Linked DNA regions of Mus musculus: all the other regions are linked to region 3. Evidence: chromatin contacts called from public Hi-C and HiChIP or PLAC-seq data. All regions are on one chromosome and are shown on one strand. The core of a region is the stretch at or near the end of the contact, and the rest is flanking DNA. Distances in the headings are between cores, read along the strand shown.

What was found. Hi-C and Micro-C count contacts between places; a contact is called where the count stands out from the background. HiChIP or PLAC-seq counts read pairs in DNA pulled down with a chosen protein or histone mark.
Region 1: a contact with region 3 is called in a Hi-C map of bone marrow-derived macrophages, with 23 read pairs. The contact joins two enhancer-like sites. A contact is called at or near these places in 8 of 39 promoter capture datasets (the C10 cell line, cranial neural crest, embryonic stem cells and 4 more), 3 of 484 Hi-C or Micro-C datasets (bone marrow-derived macrophages, forebrain and nephron progenitors) and 4 of 115 datasets of contacts at active chromatin or transcription factors (VIP interneurons, astrocytes, embryonic basal ganglia and 1 more).
Region 2: a contact with region 3 is called in an H3K4me3 HiChIP or PLAC-seq map of bone marrow-derived macrophages, with 2.4 times the contacts expected there. The contact joins two enhancer-like sites. A contact is called at or near these places in 3 of 39 promoter capture datasets (cranial neural crest, frontonasal cranial neural crest and maxillary cranial neural crest), 1 of 484 Hi-C or Micro-C datasets (bone marrow-derived macrophages) and 7 of 115 datasets of contacts at active chromatin or transcription factors (bone marrow-derived macrophages, double positive thymocytes, embryonic basal ganglia and 4 more).

What each region holds. Positions count from the first base shown.
Region 1 is chr8:125,460,305-125,464,684 of GRCm38.p6, reverse strand. It overlaps Sipa1l2 (signal-induced proliferation-associated 1 like 2), which reads left to right. Exons shown (of 22, transcript NM_001357372.1): 10 at 259-533. Among named protein-coding and RNA genes, the nearest start is that of 4930566D17Rik, 60 kb to the left of the region's middle. Within about 2 kb of position 2,989, at least 97 of the 459 cell types and tissues checked have an H3K27ac peak or open chromatin away from gene starts, as enhancers often do. A contact at or near this core is called in bone marrow-derived macrophages, where this site is marked.
Region 2 is chr8:125,412,959-125,418,001 of GRCm38.p6, reverse strand. No RefSeq gene overlaps it. Among named protein-coding and RNA genes, the nearest start is that of Gm30713, 30 kb to the right of the region's middle. Within about 2 kb of position 1,596, at least 52 of the 459 cell types and tissues checked have an H3K27ac peak or open chromatin away from gene starts, as enhancers often do. A contact at or near this core is called in bone marrow-derived macrophages, where this site is marked.
Region 3 is chr8:125,225,858-125,230,332 of GRCm38.p6, reverse strand. The region is part of intron 10 of Disc1 (disrupted in schizophrenia 1); the gene reads right to left. Among named protein-coding and RNA genes, the nearest start is that of Gm30713, 160 kb to the left of the region's middle. Within about 2 kb of position 3,027, at least 74 of the 459 cell types and tissues checked have an H3K27ac peak or open chromatin away from gene starts, as enhancers often do. A contact at or near this core is called in bone marrow-derived macrophages, where this site is marked.

The DNA of each region.
Region 1 (4,380 bases), core at 1,740-4,239, 230 kb before region 3:
CTTCTCCAGCCAGGCAGCCTGCCACATGAGCCAGGGTAAAACCCAGCTTTGGTTCTGTTGTTCTTTGTCAAGGGCAACCATGGTGAACTTTGGATTCAGATACCTTCCAGGTCACTTGAAGGGACAGAGGGGTGGCTGAGGATAGAGCCAAAGGGGAGAGGGGCTTGCTTAGATATGTGCAGGTGGTCCCCAGTGGGATCCCATCTGTGGTATCCAGGGAGAAAGATCAAACCTGCCTAACAGCTTCCCTCCCCTCAGATAGTAACAAGAGGCTGCGAGACTGTGGAAATGACCCTGAGACGAAACGGGCTGGGTCAGCTTGGCTTCCATGTGAACTTTGAAGGAATTGTTGCCGATGTGGAACCTTTCGGCTTTGCCTGGAAGGCAGGCCTTCGCCAAGGGAGCCGGCTTGTGGAGATCTGCAAGGTGGCTGTGGCCACGCTGACCCACGAGCAGATGATTGACTTACTGCGGACATCTGTGACTGTGAAAGTAGTTATCATCCAGCCCCACGAGGATGGCTCTCCCCGCAGGTAAGACCAGGAGGCTGGGCAGTGTGCACTGTCACCAGGGACATTCCTGCCTGCCTGCAGGATCCTCAGAGAGCTGGTGAGCTGTCAGTGGACACCTGAGCCATTGGCGCACTAGTTAAAGGGTTTCAGATGAGCATGTGGCATGCACCATTGGTGCGCTAAAGAGTGACACCAGATATTGACTGTGAGACTGAGTCACCAAGACCAGGGGGTGGGTCCATTTGGCTCACCTGACCTATTGAGACTGAGTGTGCACAACCTTCACAGCCTGCACAGCTCAAATCAGGATGAGTAGCTAACAAGGCAGGGCCTGTCTGGAGCAATGTGAGACTGTAGGCAGATTCTGGGGGCCATGCTGTTCTCACACTGAAGCCTCAGAGGTGTCCAACAGGGACAGGGCATCTGCACATAGGTGGTAGGAAGGGACAGGCATAGGTGTGGGAGTGGTCTGTCTGTCTGCTGCAGACAGATGGTCGTGGCACTCAGCCTTAAGGTGACACCACTAGGTCTGTCCAACCTCTGCATCCTCAGCAAGAACTGCTGAGAGTCATAGGTGAGTTTCAAACCTTGACGTTTTACTTTCGTGTGGTTCTTTTAGTACAGGTGTGTGGGCTCTGGTGGCCATGCAGCTTGTGTCTGTCTCCATCCGGTTAGTCATGAGGCAGGCCCCAGAGTTTACCTGCTGGGAGGATGCAGGAGGCTGAGGTCAGGGCCCTGCTGTGTGGTCATGGGGAAGGAAGGAGTCCTAAAGTTCCTTTCACATCTGCACCACAGGGACCCTGATCCCTCAGAGTACTCAGAACTTACCAGCATGATTAGTGTTTGCTCTACATTTCAGTTGAGGGGGAAAGACGATTGCTTTAAATTCGCTCAAGTTTCTGTCACTTTTTAATTAATTTATTCTTCTCTCATATATTACATCGCAGCTGCAGTTTTCCCTCCCAGGCCCCTCCCCGCTGCTCTTCCCCAACAAATTCCTGTCATATCAAAGGGGACATTTTTATGAGGACAGTGCATTGGCTGTATCTACCTTCTGGACTCAGGACACAAAGGTCTCCTTTCTCCTCCCTCATAGGGGCACACGCCTGGTCGCATCTGTGCCATGCCCAAGCTGCATGCAGCTGCCACACACTTGAAGCATGGCTGAATTTTTCACTTTAATTAAATCAGCTTAATTAACCACAGGTGGCTCTAATGGCCGCCCCTTTGGGGAGCTCATCCCTAAATGGGGATCTTTTAGAAAACAAACCACTCCGCTCTGTGTCATCTTGGTCTCGGTGGTTAAGATGCCAGAGTTTGTAAAGTCTGTTAGATTGAACTTACTTAGCACTGGCTCCCAGCCTGGTGGGTTTGTTTTTGTGATGCTGTGGATAGAACCAGAGGCCTTGTGCACACTAGGCGTGGACTCCACCCTTGAGCTCCAGCCCTAGCCCCCTGGTCTTTCAGTGGCCATGTTTCCTACATTTGCCAATAGGTTTATAAAATAAAGGTTTAAAAAGAGCTGAAATCCTTCTTGGTGTTAAAGGTCCGACTCCTGTAAAGCCCTCACAAGGAGTTTCTCATAACCTCACATTTCCAGACTCTGCCCATTAGACCCTACCGCCTTGTCCCAGGACCCCATGAGCCAAACTTAAGATAAAGAAGCCACAATGGAAGATAAAAAACTATTTCATAAAACAAAAGTCAAATTGAGTAAGAGCTAAGCTTCCTCTCGGCCTTCCTAGAATAGAAGCTGACGTGGCCTGTAAGTGAACGTCTTTGACAGCAACTTTTAAGGGCATCTGTGGTGGGAATACAGATGTGTGCCTCCTCTGTCAGCAAGGGTCAGGTCTTCAGTTTCTCCTGGAGACAAGACAACTGCAGAGATGAGTGAAAACGTTTCCAGACCTGATATAGGTTTGGTCTGCTGTTGCTCTGTAAGAAACTCTAGAAGCTTTTAAGAACGTTAGATAATAAAAATAGTAACATTCTCATTATGCCTGGTATTTTGAGCACATGATTTCAAAGAATAGAATTTCCTAAGGAATATTGAATTGTTTTTCAGCTAAAACAAATAAACAAAACTACAGAGTGGATGTTTTTGCTGCTGTCTTTTCCTCAAGAGCATGTTTTTCCTCCAAAGAGGCTTTCTTATCTGCCTGGATCTGCCTATAATTAATTCTTTGTTTTAAGTGCAATTGAAAATAGCCAGGATATTTATTCAGAGACTTCGCCTTTGTTGATGCCCTTCCCAGAGCACACAGTCTTCTCCTTACATTGCTCAGCTGCCCTCTCTCTGTTCTCACCTCTGGGGAAGGAACCAACCCAGCACACATCAAGCAGGACTCTCCATTGAGCTTTTTTAAAGTTAGTGTTTTCATTCTTCCTGATTCACTTTCACTTCTGATGGGGATGGGCCCTGAGAATGGTATGTGCTGTAGTCAGAAGTCCTCTGCCTGCAGCCCTGTCACACCAGCTCTTAGCTATGCAGGAAGTGCTGCTCTGGGTGTCCCAGCCATGCCCCAGTACAGTCAGGCCCTGTAGTACTCTGTTATGTTAGAAAGAGGGAGTTCATGTATGTGTCTCACACATGCTCCTGTGTGCATGTTGCTAGAGGCCTCAGGAATGCTAGGCAAGTACCAAGCTGCTTTCCCAGCTTACGTATGCATGCACATGCACACCAATAAATAATAAACCTTTTAAATAAAACTGAAAACTCTCTTTAAGGGCAGCTTACATTGGTTTCATGGTCCTATAGTTAAGGATACAGGATTTGCCTGAGGCTCTGACATCACATTTGATTTGTGGTGTGGAAAATTACCTCCATCTTCTTTCATAAATTGGCTCTTAGAGCCTGTCAGGAAGGAAAGGAGTTAAATGAGCAGTTATGTGCATGTGCACACATCTGTGTGATTTTTTACTATGTAGTGGGCCTCTGTGCAAGTTCTATGAGGGTGACAGACACGGCAAAACTAGCTAATTATAAGGAATCTTACCTCAGTGCTGTGCCTCTCTGAATGAGAAAGTGCCTCATTCATTCATAGATAGATAGATAGGTTGATTGATAGATAGATAGATTAGCTCAGTAATACTCTTACAGGATATCAGTGAGAAATAATTTGAGAACCCATCTGCTTCCTCCTGCAGCCTGAGGGGCCTTCAGGTTAATGGGCACTTCTGGCTGTCCTCAGGTCAGTGATGCCTGCCTGGTTCCACCCTTCACTACAGAGTTGACTGAAGTCTTGTGTGGAGCTGGTGTGTTTGTGTGAATCAAAAGCCACGCCTGCTCTGAAGTCATTTCTGAGCCTCAAGGACAGTCCAGCTGCCTGCCTCCACCCTGCTCCCAGTTGAAAGAAACCAGGGCCACTTTTGGTTTCTTGATGGAGTTGGTGGGGGAAGCTCATTAAGGAATCTCCTGCTGGGCCAGGACCCTTGAGTAAATTCTAGCCCATCTCGGGAGCGACCCGGAGCACCGGGGATGACTCTTCAAATGGAAATGAGCTGAGGAATGGGCTCATTCTGGCTACTGGGCCGGAAGTGCTGCCACTCCCTGGGCTGCCTGATTAAGGTCTTTCTGACTGAGATTACTAAGTAGGTGCAGGGCTTGCCAGGAAGTATGCAGACCTGAGTTTAGATCCCTAGGCCCACAGGAGAGCAGCCCTGGGAGGTTGGAAGCCCAGCGTTCCTCTGGCAAGACGGGAGGCAGAGCTAGGAAGCCCCAGAAGTTCAGGGCCTGCCAGTCTGCTGTGCATCAGCGACCCCCGTTTCAAGGTGGACCGTGAGAATAGACACCCAGGGTTGTCCTGTGACTTTCATATGGGCACCGTGGCCCACATGCATCCACCCACCCACATTTACACACACAAAG
Region 2 (5,043 bases), core at 347-2,846, 190 kb before region 3:
TGGTCCATATTCAGGACTGTCTAGCCACCTCTTAGTCTCCTGCTGGTTCAGAGGGCTAGGGATTCACTACTACATGTCACATACACGACTCTCTCAGCTTCAGGTCCCCTTGACCCTGAGAGTGTCCATCCTCAGAAGGTGTCACATACACGACTCTCTCAGCTCCAGGTCCCCTTGACCCCGAGAGTGTCTGTCCTCAGAAGGCTCTGGTGTTTCCCATTGTATGAGCAGATAAACTTCGACTTGGGGTGAAATCTTGCTCAAGCTTCCTCATTAGTCAGTTGGTTTTAAGCCTGGGCTCACTGTGTGTGTGTGTGTGTGTGTGTGTGTGTGTGTGTGTGTGTGTGTATACAACCCAGGTTTGCCTGAGCTCAGTCTTCCTGCCTCAGCACCGGAGACCTGGACTTGCAGATTCGTGCCACCACATCCAACTTATAAGTTGGTGTTTCCTCCAGGAATTCAGAGTTGTTTGTAAGGCAGTTGTACGACAGACAAAACAGTAGCAGAAACTTAGCCGGAACCACATGTTTGAAAGCTTAGCCATGACAGCCATGTGTCTGTCCAGGACCTGGGGCACAACTGATCCAAGTCTTTGATCTAGAGCAGGTATGATCTTTAGAGTGCAGCCAAGCAGGTCGGGTGAGCGTGCCTTAGAGAAAATAAAGGCTCCAGATGAAAACAGCTGGAGAGCCATCCCAACTTTACGCATCACCGTGGTCCAAGACAGCAGTGTCTTCTTGAGGTTGTTAAGTCTTCCCTCATGTGTCTAAGACCAGAGTAGAGTCATCTGTCAAGTCCTGAGCCATGCCTCACACACAGGCAAGGTGACTGTGGTCCATTACTTTTCAAAAGTGATGTTTCCCCGTATCCAGGTTAGCCAACCATGGCTTCCTGCCCCTGGGGTACAGGTAGCTCTGCACAGCTTCGCAGTGGGCTAAACAGGCTTGGTGACCGACACCTCTTAACCACGCATGTTAACTTGCTGTGAGGACGCACTCCTACAAACTGATACTGGAATCAGGCCAATAAAGGAAATATCTTTGATTTCAGAATAATTAAGCAGGTGCTTGTTTCTCACCTTGTGGGGTGAACAGTTGTGTGTCAAAACCTTCCCAGTCTGTGGCAGTTGAAAGTAATTAGCATAGTGGGTTTTTTTTCCCCTGTACTACGGAGAAGGCTTATTAAAAACACAAGTTGCCATCAAAGGGCAACGGCAGAAGCCTGTTTTGCTGAGCTGCTCGGTTATCAATGAGGTAGAAGCAGCCCAGGACCCCACCCGTCCATCCAAATGCAGTTTGATTACAGGTCATTCACCAGGGAGGGCATCAGGCCATGGACGCCACAACTTCTAACCTGCAAAGCCTACAACTAGAGAGATGGCCGCCTGTGAGCATGAAGGCATGCAGGCTAGGGAGATGGCTCAGCAGGTAACGGCACTAGCCGTTCACACCTGATGGCCTGAGCTCTGTCTGTGGAACCCATACAGACTGCTGGACGCAGTGGCAGGCATCTGTGATCCCAACACTCCTGTGCAGAGGCGCTAGGAGACAGAATCATGTGATGGTGGCAGAGTGTTTGGATAAGTCACGTGCCCTTGCGAAACAGTAGCCTGAGACTCCTGAAGCTGACTCAGAGCCAACCCTCAGTGAGGAGGGAGGCACCGGCTCATTCTCTGGTTTGGAGAAGGAAGCTGTGGAGGTTCCTCTTGGAGCTGACTGTGCTTCCAGTCAAACGGAGAGCTCCATCTCCTTGGAGATGAATCATCTAGCCAAACCTCTGTGTCCCTCTTGACCCCAGTGGCAACTGTGCCACCTCACTGTAAATGAATGCACTTGTGAGAAGTTTCTGAAGGATCCTACACCAGCTCTGCTTCATTCAGTTTGTGCCTCGGGAGACCATTAAGTAGCTCTGGATCCTTGGAAACCGAGTCAGCCTGCGCTCTTAGCATCCCAGATGGAGGTGAGGGAGGCCCCAGGCAATGCTGCCTGCACAGACTGTGGGTTACACGTTAGAAAGAATCTAGGTCCGTCCTTTCGATGCATGTGAAGTTTTCATGTGGAAACTAAAAACCAGGACCTCGTTCTAGGGATGCACACAAGCCCGGGGCCTGCTCCGAGGAAAGAAAGCAGGAAATAACTGTCACAGCAAAGAAAACAGTAGTAGATGTGTACCCAAACCAGAGAAACACGCCTGCTTTTCACTGGCAGACTCCAAATAAGCCAGATGCTGAGCTGCCTGAAAATTAGGCACATGCAAGACTTCAGCAGGTGTCACCTCAGATGTCACATTTGTAGGTAACATGTAATGTGTGTGGCAGCCAGAGGACAACCTCATCTGATGTGCTTCGGATGCCATCCGGCTTGTGGGCTGTGAGGCCAGCCTCTCACTGCTCGGGGGGGGGGCTGGCCAGCAAACTCCAACCCTGGGAGTATCTGCACGTCATCACCCTGACTGTTGCGGCCACCTCGGCCGGCAAGGAAGACACAACACGGTCGGATTCTTCTCAACAGCCTTTATTGCAGGAATGCCTCGATGCTGCTATGGGGACCCCGGGCACCCAGGGAGGTCTGCTTATATACTCTCAGCCCCCATCCACTCACGGCAGGCCACGCCACCTCACCAGGCACACAGCTTCAGCCAATCAGGGTGGCAGGGGCATGTCTCCACCAAATATGGACTTGTTTACACCGCCAGCAGCATGGTGCACCTGCGCAGCTCTCATGATGGTCGTGGCTTATTTTCAGGTGTATGAGGAAGTCAGGTGCAAGTCATAAAACTTAGCTGCAGTCCCGGGCGCCATCTTGGGACTGCTGCCACACCCGCTCCTCACACCTGACTTTATTGTGGGTTCTGGGGGTACAGTGGAGCCCCCTACCCACACAGCAAGCATTTTCCTGGCTGAGCTCTCTCCCCTAGTCCCAAACATCACACACTTTCACTCCTGGACACGAGCCCCTCCCCCATCCAACTCATCCTTCGATGACACCAGATTTGCCAACTTCTGAAGTTGTCCAAGTCTTTGCTCAGCAGATAACAGAGTCAACCGAGAACGGCTGGACTTTTTTGGATCTGTCTGAGTCTTGCACAGCATCCAGTGCCAGAACAGCCGACGAGAAACAGTGAGCTCCTCCCACCGGGCTCATGTGAATCTCCCTTTGACCCCTGCACTGTCCTCAACTTACTGAAGAACAAAAGTAATTAAAAGTCAGACTTTGCCATCCTGGCCATCAGTATCCCTCCATCCGCCTATGAGGGAACGGTATGGGAAGCCTCCATGGAGCCTGAGAGCCAGGAGGAGGGCCATGCAGAGTGGAGGTGCCTCAGCCAATAATCTGAAGTCATTCAGGCTACAAACACACCTATAGAAGGAGACACGCTCCCGCAGAATATCCTAAAATCTCAGCTTCATAAAGGTAGCTCTGCCGTGTGAACGCACTCACTGGACGGGAATAGCAAGTCTGTGCGTTCCCACACGCATTTTACACGCACAGCTATTCTCAGAAGCTTTTAGTTTTGTTTTTAAATGTTCTGCCTGCATGAATGTCTGTGTACTGTATGGGTGCCTGATACCCTCAGAGGCCAGAAAAGGGGGTTGGATCCCCTGGAGCTAGCCTTACAGACGATTGTGAGCTGTCATGTGGGTGCTCGGAATCTAACCTGGGTATAGAAACAAAGGCAGCCATTGCTCTTAAACACCGAGTCATCTCTCTCCAGATCCTGTTTTAGTTTATTCTTATTGTATTAGTATTGAGTGTGTGTGTGTGTATGTGTGATCTGCTTGTTTGTATACATGCTACATGTATGTAGGGCTCAGAGGAAACAGTGTTTGGGGAGCTGGTGACTACAGTCCCCATATCTGTACATAGAACAAAAGGATTGAAGAGAGGCATAGAACTGTTGCTCCATATTTATGTAGCCATGTTCACAGTAGCTGGAAGATGGAGATCCCTCAGATATGGATCCCAGGAAACCAAAACACACACATTCATGATGGTCAGCGCTGTCAAGTTGACAGACCACTCTAGAAGCACCTAGGAAACAAATGTCCGGGAATGCCTGTGACGGGTTCTCTAGATTGGGTTGGCTAAGGGGAGATGTACCCTAAATGTGACACCATCCCATGGCTGAGGGGTGAACAGACTGAAGAGAAAGGAGACAGAGCTGAGCACCAGCTTTCTCAGTCTGTGTTTCCTGACTGCAGATGCCATGCGACCAGCCGCCACCTCAGGACACAGGCATGCTACTGCCTTGCTGCCTTTCCCCCTGGGAAGGACCACAGCCCCTGACTGAAATAATCCCGTCCATTGGTCACAGCAGTGAGGGGAGTAAGACAGCATCCAACAGAGCATTATTCAGCCTTATAAAGAAAGATGGCCATGTGTTTTAATATGGATGTGGACATTATGCAAAGTGAGATAAGCCAGCAGCCCAGACCAGTGATCATGTGACCCCTCTTATAGGAAGTGTGGGTATTGGAGCGGTCAGACTCACATATACAGAAAACGGAGCTGCAGAGCCCAGGGAAGGGAGGGAAATGGTGCTCGTAGGAAACTGGAAATCCCACTGAGGAGCCCCCTGGGTGCCTGGGAAGCTCAGCTCTGGGTCCACAGGAAGAGCAACAGGGAAGAGAAGCCTCTCTGAAGAGTGATTAACTTAGTAATTAGTGAATCGATGCAGCGAGGGGGAGGAATGGTTCTGCAACGTTTGCTCTGGGCCCTAAACTTTAACATTTAACTCTGCGGCATCTGGTAGGATGAGTTGTGGAGTGAGATCAGCCGCAGAAGCAGCAGGGAGGGGATTAGAGACACAGAGCTTCCGGGAGAAGGAGAGGGACCACACTTCAAAGGAGACCAGCTACTGTGAGAAGTCGCTGGTGCTCATGGGGCAGGAGGAACAAGTCCTCACTTGGGTAAAACCAGATGTAGACAGAAGGGAGAGATGAAGCATTTGGGAGAGCAGATTAACAGCATGGCCTTTGGAAAGGCAGTCCTCAAAGGGAGGAAGGGCTAGTGAACAGAAAGGGCCCTGGAGGCTTGCATTCTG
Region 3 (4,475 bases), core at 1,778-4,277:
ACAGACACCTGAAGTTTCAGTCCTTGTCACCAACCCATCCCTCCTGATATACTCTCTTTTAAAGGAGTTATCTTGTTCTCTGGAAACTTAGAAATCTTCAGGTTCTTTTACAGCCCCACGATGAAGGAAAACATCCACTCCAGGGGACAAAGGTGATGCTTCTAAATTCTCAACAAAGCCATTTGAAGCATGTGTCTGTATTCTTTCTATTCCTTGGGCAACTAAAATCTCCAACAGAGTGGAAAACACCACTATTACAAATGTTTACATTTTATTCTTTGATTTAATTTATTTTTTATTAATTAAAATTTTTAAATTTATTTTACATGATTGGGTGTTTTGTCTGCATGTGTATCTGTGAGCCATGTGTATGCCTGGTATCAGCATAGGTTACAAAAGGACATCCAACCCTCTGGACTAGAGTTACGGATGTTGTGAGCTGCCTTGTAAGTGCTGGGAATTGAACCTGGGTCCTCTGCCAAAACAGTCAGTGCTCTTAACCATGGAACCATCTCTCTAGCCCTTTCACTTTCTAGGGAAGAAGTTTAACCTGATTTTAATTCATGTGTCTGTGAATGCACATAGAGTCTAGAGGTCAGCCTCGGGTCTCTCACTAAGCCTGGAGTTTGCAGCTTGAGCTCTGATGGCTGGCTGGAAGTCCCAGGGATCTGTCCTTCTCAGCCTTTCTAGTGCTGTGATTTCCAACATGCCCCAGTCTATGGGATGGTGCTGCTAACATTCAAGGTGGGTCTTATCGCCTCTGGAAAAACCCTCACAGATGCACCCAGGGGTGTATTGTTCTCCTAGTCACTTCACAATCCAACCAAACTGACAAGATGAAGCCCATGTCCTCAGTACTGGATGGTACCACAGGTGTTATCTTATCATTCTGCCATTTAGTCCCTAAGCAACCTCACAATTAGCACTATACTGTAGAGGCTTCAAAACATACTTTGAACTCTGCCATTCCTATACCTGAACACCTAGTGCCTATTCTCTTTCTGGTCCACTGATAACATGTTAGCATGGTAGGAACAAGGCTCAGGACTGCCAAGAGAGGAAGGCCATGTGGTTTCCAAAGATCTTCTTGGATTCTTGCCCTGCAAGGAAGCTGCCCATGTTGGAGTCATCAGGCTAGCAGATCAGAGGCAATGGCCTTGAAAGCTTAGGTGATGGCTACTGTCCGCATGGGATCTGAAGGCACCCCCACGGGGCAGGGTCTTCAATACTAAGACATTCCCACGTTCACACCGCACCAATTGTGAGCGAACCGAAGTGGTTGTGTTGGAGCAAGCAGAGCTCTGTCAAGCAGTTGAAGGAGTCTTGGAATCTCAAAAATCACACATAAGAACAACTTGCTTTCCTTTCTTGCTGTGGAAAGCCAGCCCACCATGGATTGCATAAGCACTCCCAAAGCTGCAGATTATCAACAAATCACAGACATGGGTATCCTAGCTCCCTATCTGTTGTGATAAAACACTGAGCAAAAGCAATGGATGGGAGGAAAGCATTTGGCTTACAATCACTGAAAGAACACCTGCCCAGAGAGACTGGAAAAGTATCCAACCTAAGGTTAACAAAAGGAAGCCTTCCTGGTGGTAATTGTTGTGGAATTGGCTACATTAAAATTTAAAGTCTCAGAATAAATATGGAAGGGCCATTCAGTCTGGCTTCTTGACTGCTCAAGCCCAAACAAACCAAACTCAAATTTCAAATTATCTCTACAATGTCTAAGGGGGAGAGAGCTTTCTAAGCAGCTCAGAAGGACAAAACAGAAATATCTAGATGTTTTTGGATATATATGTATGCATATATTAAAGTTTGAATGTATATATGATCAAGGCATCAGAAAATCTGAGGGTACACTGTCCCGTAGATGACGACATCTAGCTGTGTCCTTGTATGGTGGGAGGAGCAAAGATGCTAATGTTATAACTTCTGAAGGCCACACCCCAATGGGGAGTAAGAATCAATACTTTAATTGAGACAGGGCATAGATATCCAGGTCATGGCAGGTTATTTAAGAAGTCTGCGATTTGATGGGAGAAGAAGCAAGAGAAAGGGGAGGTGGATGAGGGAGAAGAGGAGAGGTGAGGAGGGAGAGGAAGAAGCAGAAGAGGCCATGGGCACAGATCCCTCTATAAGGCCACATGGGAAATCCCGTTAGGATCCCGCTTTTCTGACCTGTATAGTACAAGGTGGTGGTGTATGATGTCACAGTTGGTGCTTGTGCTACAAACTGTGCCGGTAATGAATAAGTTGTGGGTTAATGGCCACTGTGTTCCAATATCTACAGGGTTGGTTCTCAGGCACAGAGATCTGAATTGGCACAGGTGCCAACACACACGTGCCTGACACCCAACAGGCTCAGGCGGGTACGTCTGGCACACACCCAAGAACCCCTTAGTGTTTCAGGCTAGCTTCACTCCTAATGCTGGAGACCTAGGAATTCTCCTGAGGTTCAGAGCTATCTTCCACGGCAGAGGCAAAGGCAGCCCAGTGCCCTCATCCTTCTGGCTTGTGAGAAAGGAAACCCTCTTGTCAGAGCTTTCATCCACCGCCTCTAGAAAACTGTCTCAAACTGCAAGACAGCCATGAACTGAGTCTACTTACAGAGAATTGTGGGGTGCCCATTAGGCATGTATAGGAGAGGACAGATTGAGCCTCCTCAGGTAAAAGGAAGCATCCGTTTGCCAGGCACTATGGGTACATGATGGCACCATCACCCTATGACCCGACAGGTCTCAGCTGAGGGGAAGTCACTGTGACAGGGCACTGCTGCGGTCACAGGCTGAGAAGAAATCTGGGACCTGCTGGAGCCCAGGGCCAACTCAGAACTGTACCGAGGAATTGTGTGCAGACATCTCTATCCATCCAGGCACACAGAGTATCATAACAGCTGAAATCTAAATTGAAGTCTAAAAATAGCACAATAAAATTACTTCCTTCCTTCACTCCACAGAGAGCAAGTGGGCTGACACTCACAGCTGCAGGGCACGGCTGACTTCCGGAGTTCGCATGGACAGAACGGTTACACAACTGCCCCATCTTGTGAACACATTGCCCATCCCAGAGAATGGGGGAGCCAGAGCAATTACCCGGTTGGTGGAAACTGATCATGGACATTTGATTATAGTTATTAATGGGGAGAATGGGAGACAGACCGCTGAGCGGCAGGCTAGCGCTAAGTGAATGTGTATGAGATTCCTGGAGGGGGATTAATTTCTGTTTGCTTTTCATCTCTCAGCTACCATCTGAATGTGACACCGAGTCTAAGCGTGACTTGTCACAGCCTTATCAGTATTCTGTGCCTTGCATGCTGGTCACATTATCTCCGCTGGATGTACCAAACGAGGGGTCTCTTGCTGTGGGGGTTCATTTTCCTCTGATTCTAATGCGGAACTGGGGTTAGCTAGTGATTGGCTTTTCAGGGGAGAATCGTACCTTGGCGTGTCAGAAAGACACTCTTCAAGCAAATATTTGCCTCTCTGTGTGTTTCCCATTGGCACTGAGCACACAGTTCCTAATCTGGAGGGCGCACAGGCTCTCCTCAAGCTTTCGGCCCCATCAGAGGACGCTGGGCTTTTTCTGTATCTCAGCTATGAGATCTCAAGCTCTTCAGGTGAGCCACGTCCCATTGTCCTGCCCGTGGTGGCCTCTCAGCCTCTGTGCATGGTTAAGTGACACACATGCAGTGCCAGAAAGCACGGTGCCAGACCACACTCTGTTCTGCCCCAAGTTCTGCTCTTCTCCAACCAGAGACAAAGATGATCTTATCAAGGCCTTCTCAGGGCTTTCAAGCCATGCTGTAGAGATAGTCCTGAAGTGTATCCTTCTCTAATGTTAGCAGACAGAAGGCCCCCAGAATCCATCAAGCCACACCAGAAAGATGATTCCTAAGTCATCCAATCTCTCTACCTTCCCCTGAGAAGCAGGCTGCTCCCCACATTGGATTGTGAGGTCCAGTGGGGAGGCCTCCCAAATGCAGCCAAATGCAGCCAAATCAATAACAGCAAGGGGATCACCTGACTGTGCTTAATATTTTTTTTGGGGGGGGGGTCAGTGAGTTAAAGCCAAAAAGCCAGTAGTATAAGAACCGTTGAGAAGACGAGATATGTGGGACATTGCCGGGCGTGGTGGTGCACATCTTTAGTCCCAGCACTTGGGAGGCAGAGGCAGGCAGATTTCTGAGTTCAAGGCCAGCCTGGTCTACAGAGTGAGTTCCAGGACAGCCGGGGCTACACGGAGAAACCCTGTCTTGGAAAAAAAAAAGATATGTGGGACACTCTATTCACCCCGACATGAGATCAGCATCATCTTTCTGGGGATTAGACTGTCTGGACATCAGTCTGCTGGCTGTCAGAAGAGTTCAGACTAAAGGAGTTTCAGACGAGAACCAGGCTCCAGGCTTCTGTGTGAACGTCCACCAGGTGTTTCCACTGCTGCCTGCACACCACACGTGGCCAAGCATGGCC